2 separate regions of the Oryctolagus cuniculus genome follow, and region 2 is linked to region 1. The links are chromatin contacts, called in public Micro-C maps. All regions are on one chromosome and are shown on one strand. Each heading gives the region's core, a stretch centred on a gene start, on an enhancer-like site or on the middle of the called end of the contact. The rest is flanking DNA. Distances are from core to core; before and after follow the strand shown.

Region 1 (3,271 bases), core at 222-2,721:
CGTGGCGGCCATTGGAGGGTGAACCAATGGCAAAGGAAGACCTTTCTCTCTGCCTCTCTCTCACTGTCCACTCTGCCTGTCAAAAAAAAAAAAAAAAAAAAAATGCTATCACACACCGCCACCTCTGGGCTTCCTCACGTATAGAATGCTATCAGGTTTCCATTGCGTTTTCCCAGCACCTGTGAGGATCAGCTCCTCTTGCTCCTGCAGGAAGTGCCTCTTCACTGTCCAGGGGATGTGTTCTGTCACCTTAAACACTACAAAACGGTGAGGGGTTTACAGTCCCAAGTACTCCCCCTTAAGACAGAAAACATCACCCTTTGGCTGAGGCCTGGGGACTCTGGGAGAGGTAACCAGGCCTCGTGCAGGGTGAGTGGAGGGTCACTCATTGATTTATTGGATGAGCAGGTGCAGATTCTGGGCCCCATTTCTTGTACCTCCTGCTGCCTGGCTGTCCTCTGTGTTAGCTGCTGTTTTTCTAATCACGCTGCCTTAGATTAGTAATCAAACTGCTGTACCTTGTGGGAGGCGTGGACCAGGGCCTGGCCCAGAAAACCCATACAGGTTTCATGTTCCTTTTTTGGGGAACAATAGGCCATGTCATAGGTCCTACACTCAGAATGGTAATGGAGCAGCAGCAAAAGACAAAAGGGACCGGACAAGAAAGATATTCTCGGGTTGGTCAGCGTGGGGAGCTCCCCTGAAGAGCCCCCCGCTCTGGTCTCACTTCTGTGCAAAGGCCGGCAACTAGGACAAAGTGGAAAGAGAGCAGCCTTTTAAGGGAACCTCTGAATCCACGCTCCGGCTGAGCCCTCCAGACCCACGGGGCATTGCCCTCACACCACTCATTCTACAGGCCAAAGAGAGCCCCCTGCCCTGCGGTTCCAATGACCTCAGACACACATAAAAATGGCTGAGCTCAGCATGAGTGACTGAGACATGAGCATGGCCTCAGGGCCGCCAGGGGCTGCAGCTGGGTACGGTGCCGCACTGGTCCACTTGGACAGGATAAAGTGAACTCATGTATTCAGTTGTTTTAAGTGAGCTAACACTGGGCAGTGCCAGAACGCCAAGACATCAATCTTCCCTGGAACTCTGAGTCACTGCCAAACACCTTGGATCCAACTTTTCCCCTGCCTCTTCAAGACGGGTTTTCCTCCCTCTCTACCAATGAGGAGGGGAAAAGTACTAAAATTCTAGGAGAGAGGGGGGTGGGGTGTTAGCTGATTCTGGGAATGACAAACTTGTCAGCGCTTTGGCCTCATAAAAATTCTTCCAGTAAGAAAGGCAAAGTTTTACATCAGAGGTTTTTCTTCCTGTGCTCAGTGGGCGCAGCAGGCGTCGCTGATCACTGGGTCTGGCTGCGGGTTAACCCTGGCTGGGGAATTAGGGATTTTCTTCTAGATCTGAAGGCTGCATTTGTACCAGGGGTGGGACAGCTTGTCACATGTCACCTTCTGGGGGCCACAGTCACGGCCTCAAAGGCTTCGAAGCTGGAGTGCCTGCGGCAAGCTGTCTGAAAACACTCTGAACCTCTCCAGGCAGAGAAACCTTACCCAGGAGTAAGGGAAGAGGCAATGAGGCTGGAGGAGGAACTGCTTCTCCCTTCCTCCACTAGGAAATTTCTTTGCAAGCACATTATAGCAAAAAACACGTGCAAGAGGGCTGCTCACAATCGTACTGCCTCTCTAACGCGTTAAATGGTGTTCTGTGTCCAGGTTTGTCTCTGTGCATACCTTTAATGCATAAGTGTGACCAAGCTTACGTCACCCCTCACCTCCCCCTCTTTTTTTTCTCAGCTAAGAATTCTCCCCTAGCCCTGTGTTCTGAAACTTTGCTCCTCCCAGTGTGGTGTGGACACTGGCAGCAGACCCACCCCAGACCCAGGGAACCAGAAATCTGGCGGTGATCAGGATTCCCAGGAGATCGGTATTTCCATTAAAACGCTCTCAAATGCATGGGCCTTGAGAGAACTTGCCTTCAGTTGCAGGACATCTGTGGGGTGTCAGGCACCAAACTGGGTACTGGGCCCAACATGGAGCGAAATCCACTAGAAATGGTCCTCTTGGCTTCAATCCACCTCGGCCTCTCAGTGGCTGAAGCTCACAGTGACAGTGCCACAGGGTCAGAGATGAAAGGGATTTTAGAGCTGGAAGGCACCCAGCGGGGTGAAGTCATGGCAGGTGAAATGGCTTTGCCCATGGCCACAGAGTGGGTGCTAGAACCCAGGCCTCCTGCTCCTTGCCATACACACTGCTCTGCCTCTCCCCTGCGTTCACTCTGCAGGCTGCATTTGTGTCTCTGGTTCGTGGGGATTCCTCAGCCTACTGTTGAGGTTCCCTCCACCCAGGCACCCCACTGGAACTCTTCATCTTCAACCCTTCCTGCCAATCCCCCTGGCGACCTTAGCTTCTTGGCCCAGTCCTCTTTACCATGACCTTTTAGAGATTAGGAAAGACCTAGCATGGTATTAAATGCTATAAAGAAATCAATTCTCCACAAAGTAGTGTATGGAATGAACAAGTTATTGTCAAGTGGATGCAGTCAAATAAAACTCAAGAACATTTTGTTTTGGAAATTGATAAAGTGGATCTAAAATTAGTCTTGAAGAATAAACTCGCGATTATATTTTATAACGAAAATAAGATAGAATTAAAACAGCCACAGGGGCTGGCGCTGTGATGCAGTGGGTTAACGCCCTGGCCTGAAGTGCCGGCATCCCATATGGACGGCGGTTCAAGACCCAGCTGCTCTACTTCCAATCCAGCTCTCTGCTATGGCCTGGGAAGGCAGTAGAAGATGGCCCAAGTCCTTGGGCCCCTGCACCTGTGTGGGAGACCCAGCTCCTGGCCTCGGATCAGGCAGCTCAGGCCGTTGTGGCCAATTGGGGAGTGAACCAGCGGATGGAAGACCTCCCACCCCCTCTACCTCTTCTTTCTCTGTGTAACTCTTTCAAATAAATAATAATAAAATAAAATTAAAAAATCTATTCTTAAAAAAAAAAAAAAAACAGCTGCAAAAGGAAACAAGTCCTTAAATTAAAACACACTGTTGGGGGCTGGCTCTGTGACACAGTAGGTTAATCCTCCACCTGCGGCGCTGGCATCCCATATAGGCACCAGTTCTAGTCCCAGCTGCCCCTCTTCCAATCCAGCTCTCTGTTGTGGCCTGGGACAGCAGTGGAAGATGGGCCCCTGCACCCACGTGGGAGACCGGGAAGATGCACAGTGATCGGCGCAGTGGGGAGTGATCCAACGAAAGGACGGCCTTT
Region 2 (3,271 bases), core at 305-2,804, 140 kb before region 1:
AGCTTCTTCCAGGTCTCCCATGTGGGTGAAGGGGCCCAAGCACTTGGGCCATCTTCTACTGCTTTCCCAGGCCATAGCAGAGAGCTGGATTGGAAGAGGAGCAGCCAGGACTCAGACCAGCACCTATATGGGAAGTCAGTGCGCTGCAGGATCAGGCTTTATCCCCCTGCGCCACATTGCCAGCCCTGAAATCCACATTTTCATTCCATTCATACAAAATTCCCATTTCAGTTAAAACTCCTGTATTTTTAAGAGGTCTTATTTGCTGAAAGAAAAATTATTTATTATACCTTAATAACACATAGGTTCATGGTCCAAATAAGTACAAAACAAAACAAAACACCGATTTACTTTCTAGGGGCTTTCACAAAGACCCTGACCTATCTAAAGGAGAAAGTTAAACTGTAGGAACAATATCACACTTCCAAAGCATTGCTCTTTAAAATCGAAGCAAGAAGGCAGGAGTGAGCAGCTGGGATATTTCTCAAGTTCAGAACTGTGTTTTTGAGCTTCAAGTATTATTAGAGTTTCTATTGCAGTTAAACAAATTGTAATTATCACAGTGGTAAAATAATGAACTAGTAATAATAATAATAATTATTATTATTATACAGAAGTTACGATCCTCAAATCCCCTCTGAGTGGCAGGTGTTTTTCACCAAGCGTCATATACATTCTCCACGGCAACCGTATAATAGAAATTATTTTTTCCTTTTTCTACTTGGACAACTGAAGTTCAGAGAAATCCAGTGACCTCGGGGCAGGTCCAACAGACTCCTTGGGAAGATTGTGGGCCAAAGGCCACGCTGATTTCATCAGGGCACACTGACCCTCTCCCGGTCTCTGAGAGTTTGCTGCCTGCTCCCTTGCATGTGGGTTCAGGACTTAGACGAATCCGTTTAAGAAAGCAAACGTGGAATGGGTGAAAAGGTTTAGGAACGACGAGCCTGAGCCACAGGTCTGACAGACACCAGGTAAGAGCGCAGAGCAGGGACGCACAAGTTAGCTGCGCCAAGGATCCGGGGGCGGGGCAGAGGGCGATAGGGCGGGGCCTGGGCGGGGCCTCGGGGCAACCTGCGGACCATTTGTGTACCAGCCAGAAATGCCGCCTGTCGCGGGGAAGCAAAGGTGAGGGGGGGGATTAGCGAGTGCACGCGTTATGTGAATCCCCGTACCCTGCTCAAGCAACTCGTCTTCAACTGACCGGCACCAAAGGCCAGCCCCTTCTTTGCTCCCCTGGGCGGACTGCTGGTGGAGTAGGCGGGTGGGTAGAGGGGAACTGGTGCTGCGCGGCACGCCCACCCCCACCAGACTGATTGGTACGGCCCATCCCCCGCCGCTGATCTGGCAGGCTGCGCGCGCACCCTCCGGCGGGGCGCGGGCCGGCGGGGAGCGGCGGCCTCCACGGCCCGCCTCCGCCTCTGCCCCTACCTCTGCCCGGTTCCCTCCTCCCGCTGCTCGCGTGCTCCTCGCCGGCCCCGCGCCCGCGCGCCTTGGCGGGGAGGAGCGCGGCTCGGGGGCGCGCCCCGGCGACTCCGCCCCTAGCTCCCCTCCCCTGAGCCCGGGCGCCCGGCTCGCGCGGCTCGGCGTGTGGAGATTGGGGACCCGGCGCCCGCCCCAGCGCCCCCGCCCCGGCGTGTGAGGCGCCGCGCCCTCCTGCTGCCCTGCCCGGTGCATGGAGGGGCCCGGTCGGATCGTAGCCGCCGCCAGCGCGCTGGGGGATGACCTGGGGGTGGCTTTCGGAGCCGGCTGCCGCGCAGGAGGTCTGGGGGCTTAGTCTGCCCCGCGGAGAGGTGCGGGGGAGTGGGTCCCGCAGCAGGGTCGGAGGGAGGGGTGGTCGGGGGAGATGGGGCTTGGGGGCTCCGCGGCGCGGGCAGGCCGGCGAGCCCCGCCGCGCGTGGGGGTCCCTGGCTGCGTGCTGGAGACTGGGAGCCACCTCGCGGGAGGCGGCGGGGTGAGGTGTCAGGGGCGCGGTGCAGCCTCAGAGAGGGATCCGCTGGGGCAGGTGAGCCGCGGCGTGGCGCGGGGCGCCGGCGCGTTTTCCCAAGGGAGCGGGGCTCCTCGGCGCTCCCAACCTCCATCCCGCAGAGCGCCCGCGGGAGACAGTGATTTATGTGTGGGGAGAAGCAAGGGAAATTTCCTGCACAATGTATCTTTCTCTGCCCTCACAGACTCTGAGACTTCCCAGCCCCAGGGAGTGTATTTTTCCTTCTCCTCTGTAAAGCTTTCTGTGGATGGCTTTATCATTTGCTAAATACATTACGGCGCGCTATTTATTGCAGTCTGCAAGCTGCAGACCTTTGTTGCATTCTCTGTGCATCTAAGAATTTCAGTAATAAATCACCGAGGAGGGTAGACTCCCGTGCCCTTCCCTTCATTGTTCCCCGGCTCACCACCACATCAGGTGGAATGCTTGCCTTTCCTGCTGGCCACCGCAGAGGGTGGCAGGTGCTTTGAGGGCAGGCTGCTTTCCCGTTGGGATCTGGAGTTTAGGGAACCTCGGGACCAGAAAGCCAGCCTTTGTGTCTCAAATCAGACACCTTGGCAAACAGGGGGTCGGACTAAGAGGTAAAATGAGACTTTGTTCTCAGGCCAGTGCCAGTCAGGATGAAAAGGCAGAGAATTCTGGTTCCTGGCTTCCCTGATCCCATCTGACATTTGGCGTAGCTGATGACCAGTGTCCGCGAGCAGGTGGGACCCGGCTGGAGAGGGAGGCGCGTTTGTTCTTAGTAATCATTCTAGACATCTGATTACATTTTATAGCCTTTTTCTTGGGAGTCTCAGTTTTAGCTGAAAGTGAGGGTCGTTCAACTATTAGGATAAGATGAAAGGAAAACCTTCCAAAAATTTCTGGAAATTTAAAATTGGCGCTTAACTAAAAAAAGCATTCATAGGCACCCGGAGAGGCACCAAATGCTGTAGTTTCTGTTATGCACATGTTGAAATAAACTGCCACATACCTCAAGTTACATGAGAAGGATGGAGAAAACCTGTTTCATTTTGTAAAGACGTGCCCTGGGTGTGTGTTTGGCACTGTGTAGAGCAGAAACATTTATATTTCTATTAAAAAAAAAACACTAGTGTACATTGTTTAACTTTCATGCAAAAACTCGGATATAGTATTTGGAAAATCTGTCTTTGTTTGAATAGTTTAGTCAACCAGGAAAATCAGTTACCAGAGGTACTGGGCTATTGTTTGTGTAGTGGCTCACTTGGGATGCTTTGATTGATTGCTGTGGGTTCTCTTCTACCTCTTCTGTTTAAAGTACTT

Evidence for each region. A called contact is a pair of places that touch in the nucleus more often than the background predicts.
Region 2: a contact with region 1 is called in a Micro-C map of ear pinna, with 3 times the contacts expected there. The contact joins the promoter of CDON here to the enhancer-like site in region 1. A contact is called at or near these places in 2 of 6 Hi-C or Micro-C datasets (ear pinna and an unstated tissue).

The regions. Positions count from the first base shown.
Region 1 is chr1:119,315,906-119,319,176 of mOryCun1.1, reverse strand. DDX25 (DEAD-box helicase 25) reads right to left here. Exons shown (of 12, transcript XM_002708616.5): 12 at 1-3,271. Among named protein-coding and RNA genes, the nearest start is that of VSIG10L2, 14 kb to the left of the region's middle. Within about 2 kb of position 1,471, at least 1 of the 8 cell types and tissues checked has an H3K27ac peak or open chromatin away from gene starts, as enhancers often do. A contact at or near this core is called in ear pinna, where this site is marked.
Region 2 is chr1:119,452,201-119,455,471 of mOryCun1.1, reverse strand. CDON (cell adhesion associated, oncogene regulated) reads left to right here and starts at 1,554. Exons shown (of 22, transcript XR_011378521.1): 1 at 1,554-1,793.